3 separate regions of the Mus musculus genome follow, and regions 1 and 2 are each linked to region 3. A link is a contact called in public Hi-C data. All regions are on one chromosome and are shown on one strand. Each heading gives the region's core, a stretch centred on a gene start, on an enhancer-like site or on the middle of the called end of the contact. The rest is flanking DNA. Distances are from core to core; before and after follow the strand shown. Region 1 holds the start of Krtap28-13 (keratin associated protein 28-13). Region 2 has its middle 24 kb from the start of Ccl20. Region 3 holds the start of Daw1 (dynein assembly factor with WDR repeat domains 1).

The links. Hi-C and Micro-C count contacts between places; a contact is called where the count stands out from the background.
Region 1: a contact with region 3 is called in a Hi-C map of the AML12 cell line, with 3 times the contacts expected there. The contact joins the promoter of Krtap28-13 here to the promoter of Daw1 in region 3. A contact is called at or near these places in 7 of 39 promoter capture datasets (the 3T3-L1 cell line, 3T3-L1-derived adipocytes, liver and 2 more), 18 of 484 Hi-C or Micro-C datasets (the AML12 cell line, beige adipocytes, cerebellar granule neurons and 11 more) and 2 of 9 other capture datasets (adipose tissue and liver).
Region 2: a Hi-C map of adipose-derived mesenchymal stem cells shows a contact between it and region 3, with 1.9 times the contacts expected there. The contact joins the enhancer-like site here to the promoter of Daw1 in region 3. A contact is called at or near these places in 1 of 39 promoter capture datasets (stem cell-derived epiblast-like cells), 5 of 484 Hi-C or Micro-C datasets (the HL-1 cell line, adipose-derived mesenchymal stem cells, embryonic stem cells and 2 more) and 2 of 115 datasets of contacts at active chromatin or transcription factors (intestinal crypt epithelium and intestinal villus epithelium).

The regions. Positions count from the first base shown.
Region 1 is chr1:83,057,881-83,062,223 of GRCm38.p6, reverse strand. It overlaps Krtap28-13 (keratin associated protein 28-13), which reads right to left and starts at 1,294. Exons shown (of 1, transcript NM_027778.2): 1 at 303-1,294. The coding sequence starts at 1,228. The coding sequence ends at 812.
Region 2 is chr1:83,090,323-83,095,148 of GRCm38.p6, reverse strand. No RefSeq gene overlaps it. Among named protein-coding and RNA genes, the nearest start is that of Ccl20, 24 kb to the left of the region's middle. Within about 2 kb of position 3,523, at least 21 of the 459 cell types and tissues checked have an H3K27ac peak or open chromatin away from gene starts, as enhancers often do. A contact at or near this core is called in adipose-derived mesenchymal stem cells, where this site is marked.
Region 3 is chr1:83,157,172-83,161,769 of GRCm38.p6, reverse strand. Daw1 (dynein assembly factor with WDR repeat domains 1) reads right to left here and starts at 2,015. Exons shown (of 13, transcript NM_001372244.1): 1 at 1,932-2,015. The coding sequence starts at 1,971.

The DNA of each region.
Region 1 (4,343 bases), core at 45-2,544, 99 kb after region 3:
GACTCTTCAAACCACGTGCCAAGATGATCTGTTTCTTGAGCTCTCGTTCTTTTGAGTTACAACCATGGCCCACACAACAGTGTGCTAATCCTCTTTATCCATACTATGTCCCATCGATGTGAATATTTTACAAGGCTATTTTTCTGCCTCATATTCATGGTCATCTGTGTATATCTAGATAACAAATCTCATAGGGACTTAATTATTTGTGTGTGTTTGATGGGCATATCTCGCAGAGCATAATAATGAATGATAATATGCCAAAAATAACAAAGTGAATAAGACTGAAGGAGACATTTTATGTTTTATTTTGTAATTTTATTTAAAGGGGATTAACACATTGTCTGGACTCTAGAAAGACTTCTGTGACTACAGAGAATCTATATTACCGTTGTTAAACAGAGAATATACATTACCATTACAGAGAATAGACATTGCCATTGTTAAACACAAGCTGACCTAAAGCATAGATAGAAATTCAAGAAGGAAACACAATGGGGACCATTATACAATCTTATTGACATCAGTAACCAAGATGCCCTGCACCTTTGTCCTTTCTTAACATTGACTATGACTGCATTTAAAATGATAAGGAAATTTACTTGAACTTCAGAGTATTCAAATCAGGCAACAAAGTTTCAGAGTCCGGATTCTAGAGAGACAGATGCTGGGGAGACAGCAGGGTATACTCAGACTAGGACAGAGGAAAGCCTTAGCAGCGAGATCAGGGTGACTTGTTCCATCCTCTGCACTCAGGACTTACCAACAGATCGGTACTGGTAGCACTTGCTCAGGGGCCAGACATCCCAAGCTAGCAGCAGCACTTCTTGCATCCACACTTCTGCTGGCAGCAGCACTTCTGCTGGCAACAGCCCTTCCCACAGCCACAGCCGCAGCCGCAGCCACAGGAGCCACAGCCACAGGAGCGGCAGCAGCTGCGGCGGCAGCAGCAGACTACCGTAGGCTTGCAGCAGCCACAGCAACCACAGCAGCCACCACAGCAGCCACAGCCACCACAGCCACCACAGCCACAGCCACCACAGCCACAGCCACAGCCGCCACAGCCACCGCAGCCGCCACAGCCACCGCAGCCACAGCCACCGCAGCCACAGCCACCGCAGCCACAGCCACCGCAGCCACAGCCACCGCAGCCACAGCCGCCACAGCCACAGCCGCCACAACCACAGCCGCCGCAGCCGCCACAGCCTCCACAGCCACAGCAACCCATGGTGTCAGTAAAGAGGATTCAGGTGCAGTGAGGGGAGAGACTCAGGAGAGGAGAGAACAGTGTGATGCCCTCTTTCTGCTGGGAACCCCCTTTTATACTGCTCCCCCTTTATTTTTAGCCTAGTTTCCATGGAGAATTTTCCAAGACTTTGTTTACTTCCTTCTTGAGTCAGTGTGTCACAATAGCAGTGCTATTTTTAGCATTACTATCTTGGAAACCCTTGGAGTATTCATTTGGGAGTGAAAAAGTATGGTGCCTATCTAATCCAAGAGCAGGAATACGATTCATAAAATGCAGAGGAAAAGCAGTTGTAGCATTCCCAAGTGAATTCTGCATCTAAGGAGACATTTATGAGTGTCTTCTGCATGAGGCTGGATCCTCCAGGTTCTGGGCAGTCAAACAGTTGTGTAGGAACAGCCCTCCTAGCCCCTGGTTGACGAGACGCATATCAAGCGAATGGATTTTAATGCTTTCATTCTCCTTCTTTTCCCACTGGATTAATAAAGAGATCCCAATTGGAAGCCCTGGAACATGGGGATCCCAGAGTAGATACGGCCCTGAAAAGCCAGATCATCCATCTGTGACCTGAGCCTGCATGTAAGTTCAGTAGAGACAGTGGTGTGGTGTGTGTAGCGCATGCACAGCACATGTACAGCACATGCATAGCACATGCACACCACATGCATACCACATGCACACCACATGAACAACACATGCACGGATCTCTGCTGTGGCTTATTGGTGGTATCTAAATTAGCCAAATTGCCCTACTGTGAAGACAACTGAGCAAGTATGTAGCCTCATCCACTGCACATGACTGCGGCAGGTGCTTGGGACCAGAAGTGGAAACCTGGCAGGCTGAGTTAGCTGGACATTTCCAGTCACCATTTCATTTTAAGGGAGTTTTGGGATTTCAAAAATAATCATACAACAGATCAACGAAAGACAGGAGCTTCGCCCTTGCTGCTGTTTAGGCCAGGCTGCCACAGAATTGTATTGTTAACATTAGACAGCACATAATTATTTTACTACAACTTTAAAGGTTTTTCTAGTGAATTAAGAATCCCAGGGAACCATGAAGAGAACATCTGTGCTTTAAAGTGAGATTGCTCATTTTAGGGCTGCCTGCCATGTCCCTTTTGATGCCAGTTTGTACCATGAATTCTTCTGAGAACATTTTCATAAAGGGGCATGTTCCCAAAAAGAGTTCCCAAAGATGGATAATTGTCTGACCTGCAATGACTAAGACATAGAGATAGACACACAGTACTTTTATCTGACCTAGGTTTGATATTCATAGCTGTAAAAGACTATATCTGCAAGAGAGTGTTACAAAATATTCTCAGCATTTATTTAATTTTAAAGGTACCCATTAAGTACTTACAACATGCCAGGCCTTATTGAAAGTACTAGCTGATAGAAAGCTGCCAGATTCGTGCCAGGATCTAAATATAGGATTGAAGAGGTAAGTAAAAGTTAGAGCTAACTATGAGTTAGGATGTCAACAAGGAAGGATGCCAGAGGCCTCGTGAATTCTTTCACGTGGAAGTTTAGAAAAACAAGAATAAACTTAACGTGCCAAGGACTTGGTATATAAGGAACGCCACTTCCGAGGAGGAGCATCACGTCTCCCTCTCCTCTCCTGAGTCTCTCTCCTCACTGCACCTGAGTCCTCTCTACTAACACCATGGGTTGCTGTGGCTGCGGAGGCTGCGGAGGCTGCGGCGGCTGTGGCGGCTGTGGCTGCGGTGGCTGTGGAGGCTGCGGTGGCTGTGGCTGCGGTGGCTGTGGCTGTGGTGGCTGTGGCTGTGGTGGCTGTGGCTGCGGTGGCTGTGGCTGTGGTGGTTGTGGTGGCTGTGGCGGTTGTGGCTGCTGTGGTGGCTGCTGTGGCTGCTGTGGCTGCTGCAAGCCTACGGTAGTCTGCTGCTGCCGCCGCTCCTGCTGCCGCTCCTGTGGTTGTGGCTCCTGTGGCTGTGGCTGTGGCTGTGGGAAGGGCTGTTGCCAGCAGAAGTGCTGCTGCCAGCAGAAGTGTGGCTGCAAGAAGTGCTGCTGCTAGACAGAAGGGTGTTCAGGAGCTGTGTGAGTCCTTTGTCCCATTGCTTCCTATAGCTAAAGGCCTCTTACACACCATCATGTCTGTCTCCAGCTGGCTCTCTGTCCCTCCAACTCTCTCATACTTTCTTCCTTGATCTTTAAAGTAGTCTCATTGACAACTCTCACAAGGTTCTCTAAGGCCTAACATAGAAACTTCCTGATTGTTCTCTGGTTGCTACAACTCTTGGCAAAATCGCTGACTTGGGCTGCCCTCAGGCCTGGCCTATGCCCTTGGGATCAGGGTAAGTACTGCAGGCTACTCTTGCCTGCCACTCCTGATTAATGCCCTGCTAATGAGATTGTTCTGGAACCTTGGCCTTTGTGCAGTCTTCTCTCTAAGCCTTCCCAGTTAAAAGCTGTCTGGACTCACAGTAGTTAAATGTGAGCATGTGAGCATGTGAGCATCTCTCAGTGCCTAAAGCGTAGATCAGTAGGATCTCAGACTCACGGGCTACACTGTCTGTATTTGATTCCCATCACATGTTCCCGAGTTGCTGTCCACCAATGGCTGTCTTCCCTCTCTCTGAGAACAGTGGATTCCCAGTGTCTCTTCTGCTATGATGTAGTTGGTTTTCTTCAATGTCCTCAGTATCTAATAAACTACATAAAATGTCCCTTACATCTTTGCCTCACAAAAGTGTCTTGTTTGATGGTTATTTCTGAGGGAGGATGGATGGGTACCACTGAGTGGGAGGAGGGCATACTCCCTGAATGGCTGGGATTTATTGAGGACTTGAGGTGTAATAATGGTAGGACTGTATTAGCTAACATTGAAATTGCAAATCCTTTATCCATTTCAAATCTGTATTTTAGCCCAAAATATTTTAGTCTGAAAGGATACATCTACATACACATACACACACAAATGCACACACATCATACACATACATACATACATACATACACACACACACACACACACATTTACAATACCATCACTGGTATCAGTTTGCATTAAATGCAAATAACTAGGGAATTCATCCTTCACTTCTTCAGCATTTTTCTTTCAGTCCCCGCTAGT
Region 2 (4,826 bases), core at 2,274-4,773, 68 kb after region 3:
AAACAATGTATGCAATGTCTTTTTTCATGTGTATCTCTACTTCTTCCCATCTCTCTTCCAAGACCCACCTCCCATCCACCCTGTTACAGTTATTTTTACCCTCAATAAACCCTTATAAAACATACACTCACACACACACACACACACACACACACACACACACACACACTCCAGTTATTATATTTATAAGCTTTAATCCTAGATTGGGCCACTCTATCACCACACCAACCCATATTCCCAGCTAGGATACCTTTGCTTCTTACAATTTCTCCTGGCCACATAGTTCTGTTCCATTTTCTCTTCCTCCTCCTCTCTCCTCCCCCCACTCTTCCTCTCTCGGGTTTATTGGGGGTGAACATTACTGCAACACTGCCTCTCAATTCCATGCCCCTTTTGTAAATAACCCACTAAGTCCAATTTGTGTTTCCCATATACTCCTGGGTGTGGGGCCATCCACTGGCACAGTCTTTCTACCAGGAACCACATCCCTGCTCTCTCCATTAGAAGCCACCACATATCAATAGCCCCACAGCTAGGAGCAGAGGCCTATGAACCCCTCCCCTGTCCATACTAGAATATCTTCACTGGCTTGATCCTCTGCAGGTTTTGGGTATCAACTGCAGCTGATCTGTGTTCATGAGTGCAGTGGGCCTGTTGTATCTGGAAGACAGTTTTACTTTGGTCCACCTCAGGGGAGGGAGGTGATATAGCTGTTCCATTGGTGGCTAAGCATCTCATAGATGCTTATTTTATGCATTTTGACCATTTGTGAGTTTCTGCATTAATCACTGTCCAGTGAACATAGAAAACTCTCTCGTGAGGTCTGAGAACTATGCTGGTCTATGGGTATAGACCATTAATATAGAGAACAGTTTGATATATGTCCATTTAGCAAAAAGGTAGTCATGGGTTCACCACCAGAGCCTATGAGCTTCCTGACTATGGGTTTTGGATGATATACTATACTAGGCATGCATGCTATCCCGCAGAATAGGCCTTAAATACAGTCAGAAAGTGATTGCTACCTTCACAATATTTGTGTCATTATTACACTATTGGCATAGCTTACCATATGGGTAATTATAATAGGTTAATAGGCAAAATTGTTGATGGCTTTTTCCTCTAGCAGCCTGCATAGCACTTTCCAGTCCTATGAAAGCTAGCCAATAATGAGGAAAATAACTGGTCAGGGCCAACTTGATTTCTCTATGTCCTGTGGCCAAAGGGCATGATGTCTTCAGCAATAGGGACTTACCACCAATTCCTTGCCAATCAACAACAATGACAATAGCCTACATTGTCTGGGGCTTGTACCTGGGATAGCCTAACCAACAGTCCAAGAAGAGACATCTGAACTTTTTACCTGACACTGGACTTTTTATTTGGCAATAAAATAGATATATTTTCTTTTGTTTTTCCACCCCCTTCTTCTCCTCCTTCCAATGCCATCCCTTCCCCTCCGTTCCCCTTCCCACTTCTCCCTTCTCTCCCCTTACCCCTCCTTTCCCCTTACCCCTCCCCTCGTTTTCTCATCTTTCTTCCCCCTTCCCCCTCCTTTTCTTTCCCATGTGGGAAGCCGTTGTAGAGTGGCAGTTGCAGAGTGGCAGTTGGCTACTGCTGGCCACCACACATACATAGGCAGTGAAGGTTCTTTTGCCAAGATGAGAGACAAGTTAACCAATCAGATGTGAGACACGCCTCTCCTAGGCCTATATAAGCAGCACCAGTTCTGGGCTCGGGGTCTTTTCACCTCTACAATCAAGCTCTCCCAATACACGTGTGCAGAAGGATCCTGTTGCAGCGTTGTTCTTCCTGGCAAGTCGAGCACGCGCAAGATTTCCCCCTTCTTTCCCTCTCCCCCTTCCCTCCTCCCCTCATCCCCCTCCCTCCTTTACCACTCCTCTACCCTTCCCCCTTCTCTTTCAATCCTTTCCCCTTCCTATCTCCTACCTCTCCCTTCCCCTCCTCCCTCTTGGCTTCTGGGAGATTATCCCCTCTTGGCATTATCCGCTCTGTAGGGTAACCCAAATTAAACTCTTTCACATGAGTTTATGAGGTAATAAGTTTCCACTTGGCTTTTTCAAATATCCTTAGTGTTGGCTATATCTCCTCCCTCCTGCTGGAAAGAATTCATTAAAGAATGAAGATTGGAGGTAGAGACTGGATGTGGGGCCTCTGGATATTAGCAAAGAGACAACCAAGGAAGGCTGACAGGGGTTCAAGAGGAGGCACCTGCTGCCGAGCCTGAGGAAAGGGGGAGTCCAACACTGACCACCACAGATGAACACCAAATAAGTGCAATTTTCAATCTTTTTTAAAAAAAGAAAAACTAAAGAACCTAATTTTTCATAAATCTTAACCATGCAAAACTAAGTAAGAAATTGATCCACTGCTTCCTTTCTTGGAACCAGGCTTTAAAAATACTTATAACTGTATCCATAGACAAACAGTACTCCCAGCCTTAATGTGAGAAGGTTCTCTTGGCTCCAATGATGATGAAAACAGAGATACTCAACACTCAAAATGTTGAGAAAAAGTAACAGTTTAGGGCTCAGCTCTAAACATGGCATTTCTATCACCCCCGCTAAGGCTCTGCAAACATATCATGGAAGAAGGGGCAGAGAGAAGGTACAATCAATCAGTCGACTCAGAAGACGAAGAGAAAGGCAAAGAAATGTGGACTTCTGGGCAGAAGAAAAACCAAAAGGACGGCTGAGGGGTATGGAAGATTGGTGCTTGCCTTGCCTTCATTAATTCCCAGTATAAATAAAGGGGAGGGGGGAGAGAGGGAGAGAGGAAAGGGGAGGGGAAGGGATGACATTAGGAGGAGAAGAGGAGGGGGAGGAAAAATAAAAGAAACTATGGTTCTAAATTGTGTATTTTATACATTCTATTAAAGAAGACAAGTGAGAGGATTACCCAGCTCTGTTGGACTCCCACACTAATGAATACACTGAGAAAAATAGAAATTTAAGAATTATCTCTCTATCCTTATTAAGTCTATTAAAAATAGTATGGTGTGGTATGAGAATCATACACATGATACTGTACCAGAAGATAAGATGGATTTGTTCAGCTCCTCACTTCCCCCCGCCCCAATCACTGTTATCTCAAAACTTGTCTTGACATAGGTAAGAGCTGTCCTTGAGTAAGAGGAAAATGCACATTCTGGAAATGGGAGGAGTAGAATGTTACTTAATTAATAAATTAATTAATTGAAAACATTTTTACCTGATACGTATGCAAACATCTTGGAAGCTCCTAAATGTGTTAAGATACATCTGGGAACCTATGCTCATTTCTTTTACAAAGTGGCTTTAAAAATAAAATAATAAAATAAATCCACACCCCCTCTTCTTGCTTGACATTCCATTTGCAATCCTCCTACACTCTGCGTGATACCATCCTACAAAAGTTTCCCCAGCACGTGTGCCATTTGGCCAGAGGGTCAAAGGATACCAGTACCTCCCTCTTTCACATCAGCCCTTGCAGCTGTGACTTAGGATCTTGGTCCTGCCTTCCTTGTGACCTAGTTATCATTTCCTGCATACCAAGAAGAGACTTGACTTTTTCAGAGTAGAAAGTAGCCTGTCAGCATCTTGTCTCAACAAATACTCCAGCTCTTGAATGTCTTCCAGTTCCCAGGAGTGAGTAACAGCATCCTGGCGTGACTGTACTTGAGCCATCCGATTCTCTCCTCCAAGCCACAAAACTAAATTCACACAGGGGTTTGAAGTAAGCACATACAAACCACAGGCTCACCAGGGTGTGATCAAAAAGGAGCGTGAGGAGTTGAGAAGAGTGGGAAGACAATGCCTGGGAAACTTACTGCAAAGGCACCTTAGCCTTGGGCAAAATGCACAGCCAGGAGCAGAAGTAAAAGCTTTGCTCCTCTTCCTGAGATTCTCTTGGAGCCAGGCTTTCCAGTCATCCATTGTGTCTGGAGGCACCTAGAGTAGACAAGATTTCCAAGAACACCTAGATTCTTGGGAGCCCTGGGAGAGTTAGAGTATCCTCACCTGTTAACGGTCTGTTATCAGCTGCAGTTCAGCTCTTCCAAGAACTGTTTAGAAGCCTGTGGTCTCTCACCCCCTGAGCCTTAGAGCACTCCCAACTTAAAGGTCTTTCTCAAGTGTTTCTTCCCTCATTCCTAGAACAACCAGACCATTGTCTTTCTTAGCTGTTGTGTTGTCTTTATCGCTTGGGATGTAGTTAGAAGCCTGCTTTTCCAGGCAGTGAGATGAAACAAGATTTGGGTCTTTACTGTGAACAGGGTCTTTGTTTCTCACAGCACATAGTCACCCTCACCATAACATCCATATCTATTTAGCACCTCAAATGGAGTTTGCTGAGGTTCACAAAAGTCTCCACCATGATCTAAATATATTGGCTTACTCCTGCCTTATTTCCTATACCGGTTAATCACTGGTTCTTTCTCATGCTTTACCTCCAGCTTAGCTTTTTCTCACCAACCTCAGCAGTCTGGTCTCAAGTTTCAGAATTCACTGTCTGCACTGAACTTTCTCACCCCAGTCACAGAATCAGAGAATAATAGGATAGCAACATGACACAGGAACCTGTCTCCAAAGATGTTGGCATATCATGCCAGGTCATCTTCCCAAGGGGGTTATTTTTCATTTTAATTAAATCACCTTTTAAAAAAAGTTTTACATTTATTTATTTAAGTGCATACCACAACATACACACTTGGGATCAGACTACGACTTCCCTTCTACCGTGTGGGTCCTGGGCATTGATCTCAGGTCATCAGGACTGGCAGCAAGCACCTTTAGCTGTAATCTCATCAGCCTCTAATTCATTTTTTA
Region 3 (4,598 bases), core at 766-3,265:
AAGAAAAAGACCATGGAATTGCTTATAGGCCAATCTGGTGTGGGGGGACAATTATTAATTGAAATGCCCTCTTACCAGATGACTCTAGCTGTGTCCAGTTAAGGGAGGAAAAAAAAAAAAACCTAACCATCACAGTGTCATGATAAATATAACAAAAGCAAAAAAAAAAAAATGCTATACAGGAAGTCAGTAAGAGATGTGGAAAAGGTAGGTTTCTCTGGGTCAGTTACATTGGCTGAAACAAAGTAAAGAGAAGCTAGGCATTGTGAGGTTTAGGGGAAGCTCTGTCCAGAAGGGAGACAGTGCATGACAGGCCTTCTTGTAAGTTTTAGAAAAATAGGTCAGAGACCTAAACTATAGAGATGGCAGAGAGTAAAGTTCTAGAAGTCGACAGAGCAGCCTGGGCCATTTCTTTCAGACTGTAGATCTTATTCTAAGCCTAACAGGAGCATACTAGGCGATTGTTGGAGGTGTTGGGTTCAGATTCTACTGGCAAACGGTAGATGAGACTCAAAGCCAAGAAAGCACTTGAGCAGACCCTGAAGTTTCCCAACAAGAGACGGACTGGGCTGGAGTGTGTCAGCAAACGGAAAGGATGCTGAGTCGAACTGGGAGGGGAAAGAGGGCTGAACCGAGAGATTCACCAAATGTTTTGGAAGTAGAGCTGATATAATTTATTGATAGATGGAAAAGACTGAGCAGAGAGGAGCAGTAAGTGGTGTCAGGGCGAGTAAAGGATTGTCTGTGTAGCTTCTGAAGAAAATAAATACAAAATGCTGAACCTATGACCTGCTGACAGGGGACAAAGCACAAAAGGAACAAAATCAGGATGGCCTCAAAGAAAGAAATAACAGCCTTGACTATTAGACATTTTGGCTAAAAAATGTTGGCTGCTTTGCTGAGGCAAACGAGACACGTGCCCTGAGATTCCTCAAGTTCACACCCTTAAAACTGTCATGCTGAAACCAGGACAAAGTGAATTCACTTACTCTACTCTGAAATCTCTGCAGTTTCTTTACCCAAATGTTTCATTGAGCCGTTGTAGTCAGCCGTTACCCTGAGCCAAGTTTTAAGGGCTTTGTTGTCAATTACATTTATTCATTTATGTTATGTGTATGTGCACACGCACACATGAGAGCCACAGAACATGTGTGCAGAGGTCAGAAAATAACTTTCCTCACTGCGGCCCTCCCCACCCCACCCCTGACCCTTTTATTTTTAATTTGAGTTTCGAGAAGCTGAGAGTTCTCCTCCTATTTTGTCCTCAACAAGTTGTATTTCAGTTATTCTCTCATGGTGAGCAAACCCCACCCCCCTCCCCAACACATAACTTATGACCACCAGAAAAGCATACCCTACTCTAAAACAGCAGCATTTCGTGGGCTTATTCACAATCACCACGTTGGAATCAAGGATTCTGGCCTTCTTTAAAGGCACATGGCGAGGCGCACAAAGCAGGTTACCTTGGACGTTCATATCATAAACTGATTTCCTACTGCAGCAAACTGGAGAGTGTGACAAAGGTGGCGCGCTCAGTGGAGTATGAGTTTTTCTTTTCATGTGTCCTTCGCTTTAACTTGATCATTAAGACTTTAAAATAACAGTAGATTCATCTCTGTTGTTCCAGAAAACACTGTCCCAGGGTGTCACTGTTCACTACCCCTCGGCCCCTCCCTCCTCAGACTCATAATTTACTAGAAAGCATTTAAAAGTTTAAAGACTTTCTCAAAGAGTCACATAAAGGACTTTAAGGAACAGTGGTCGGCAGCGTATGAAAAGGTGGGTGACCCAGACTGGGGAGCTCTAACTACCTGTCCCAATTGGTCACTGAGACCCGGCTACTCAGAGCCCTTCCTCGAGTCCCCGCCCCCTCCTTCGTCCCAGACCATCCCAGAAAGGGAAGCCAGGGCCCACTCGTGGGAACCCCGTACCTGGTGGGTAATAGCGAAGCAAGAGGCTCTTAAGCTTCATTTTCCTACTTTCCTACCCTGAGGGGCTTCGTAGCCATGGAAACTAACAAACAGCAGTAGGACGCTAAGGCGCGTGCGCAAGTTTTTCTGGGCGGGTACAGGGGAGCCCAGCGGCAGCCCAGAGCTGGGTAAACTCAGCTTGCCGCTCAGCCATAGCTTGCTGTAGCAAGCTATCTGAGGAGCAGCCAGTGTGTCCCAGTTTTGACATTGGTCCACCACATAGAAAAGAGTTAATTCTTTAACTGTTTAAATTTTCTCCAAATCGACTGATTATCTTAGCTTCTTTTAGAGTGTGATAAAAAGAGTAGTTGTGGAAAATAAAATGTTCATACAGTTTTCAATAAAGAGCAAATACAATTATGCAATTTTTTTAAATATCCCAGAAATTTATTTGATGTTCGCTTGAATACATTTTATATAGAAAGATTGTGATTGATTGTTTGTGTTTGGAGCCTCTGGTAAATCTCTGAACCATAAGGGTGCCATTCCAGAGACATGAGCAATGGAAACTGTAAGCCCAATATTAGGACTGCTGTTGAAGATTTGTCTCTGGTCAAATCAAGCCACTCCCTTAGAAAAATACTTGAGGTGTTAGAGCCACTATGTGAAAACAGCTGACATGAAGGAGGGCATTTAGATTCTGGCTTGTTGAATACTTAAATACTTGGAAATAAAAATATTCAGCTTTCAAGTTTCCAATACTGGAAAACTTTCAAGTCTAGGGTTTGCAGCCAGGAAGGGCTGCCTCGTACTCTGTAAATTGGACTGTTTTCCAAAATGTCATCTTCAGCTTTGGCTTCCATTTCTTCTGCATCGTCATCTCCATCCACTTCTGCATCTTCTCTTTCAAGCCGTTCCAGCTGCCTTGCACGTTCAGTCTCATCTGTATCTGTGACCACTTTGGGCTCCATCTGAACACTGAACACTTCCCTCTTTTTTTAATTAGATATTTTCTTTATTTACATTTCAAATGCTATTCTGAAAGTTCCTTATACCTTCCCCGCTCCCTGTTCCCCTACCCACCCACTCCCACTTCTTGGCCCTGGCATTCCCCTGTACTGGGGCATATAAAGTTTGCAAGACCAAGGGGCCTCTCTTCTTAATGATGGCCGACTAGGCCAACTTCTGCTACTATGCAGCTAGAGACACGAGCTCTGGGGGTACTAGTTAGTTCATATTGTTGTTCCACCTATAGGGTTGCAGACCCCTTCATCTCCTTGGGTACTTTCTCTAGCTCCTTCTTTGGAAGCCCTGTGTTCTATCCTATAAATGACTGTGAGCATCCACTTCTGTATTTGCCAGGCACTGGCATAGCCTCACTCGAGACAGCTATATCAGGGTCCTTTCTGCAAAATCTTGCTGGCATATGCAATAGTGTCTGGGTTTGGTGGCTGATTATGGGATGGATCCCTGGGTAGGGTAGTCTCTGGATGGTCCATCCTTTCATCTTAGCTCCAAACTTTGTCACTGTAACTCCTTCCATGGGTGTTTTGTTCCCTATTCTAAGGAGGAATGAAGTATCCACACTCTGGTCTTCGCTCTTCTTGAGTTTCTTGTGAACACTCCCCTCTTCTCCTCAATCTTCTCTTTGATGACTGCCATAGCCTGATTGAGGACAGAGAGACTATGTCATCCCCAGTGTCCTTCTTTTCATCACATACCTGGGCAGAACTATTAGATTAATCTTGATGGGCATGGTTTCTGTAGAACAATTCAAACCTGCCCTCAGGGCTTCTTTTACAGCATCATTGCCTTCATAACTATAGCAAGTTACTTCAGTATCTGCTGTCATAGTCCACAAGAGAGGATACAATTCAGAAAGTCCTGCCCACAATGCATTATTTGACCCAATCCAAAAGGCAGCACTGCCCCCACCCCATTCTCTCTGGGTCAGCTTTCCGTTACTATAATAAAATACCTGAAAGGAATCAACTTAAATGATGAAGGGCTTATTTTGGATTATGGCTTTTGAGGTTTGAGTCTATGGTTGACTCGGTCACTTTGGGGGTCTATCCTTGAAACATCACAGCATGTTCTACAGGAGGCTATCCACCTCATTGTGGCCAGGAAGCAAACAGAGGGAGGGGACGGGAAAATTAAGGGAACCCCTAAATGTTCTCCTTCTTCCAAGTAGGCCCCAATTCCTTTAGCTGCTACTAATTCCCAATAGACAATTAAGCTGTGACTCCCTTAATGGTCAATCTATTGATGAAGTTAGAGTCACCCAGTCACCTCCAAAAGACCCTGTTTCTGAACACCACTACATTTGGGGCCCAAGCCCTCAATACATACCTCTTCAAACCCAAACTAAACATACCCTTCAAGTTGAATCCCAATTTCTTCAGGGCCAAGACCTCCCAAGAAGTCAACAGGCCTTTACCTTGGTCTCTGTATGAGAACAATTATTCAGAAATGGCACACTGAGTTCTATTCAGTTTCCAAAACCATAGTAGTCCTTCCAAGGACCTCTTATATTAGGGACATTAGGGTCCTAATTCAACAAACCAGAACCCTTGACAAATGTCCAATCTAAGTTCTCATATGCCATTTTCCTAGAAAACTATTGTCTTCTAGTTGTGTACAAACAGGTCATTAAATAAAAAGCAGGTAGAGTGTCAAATGGACTCA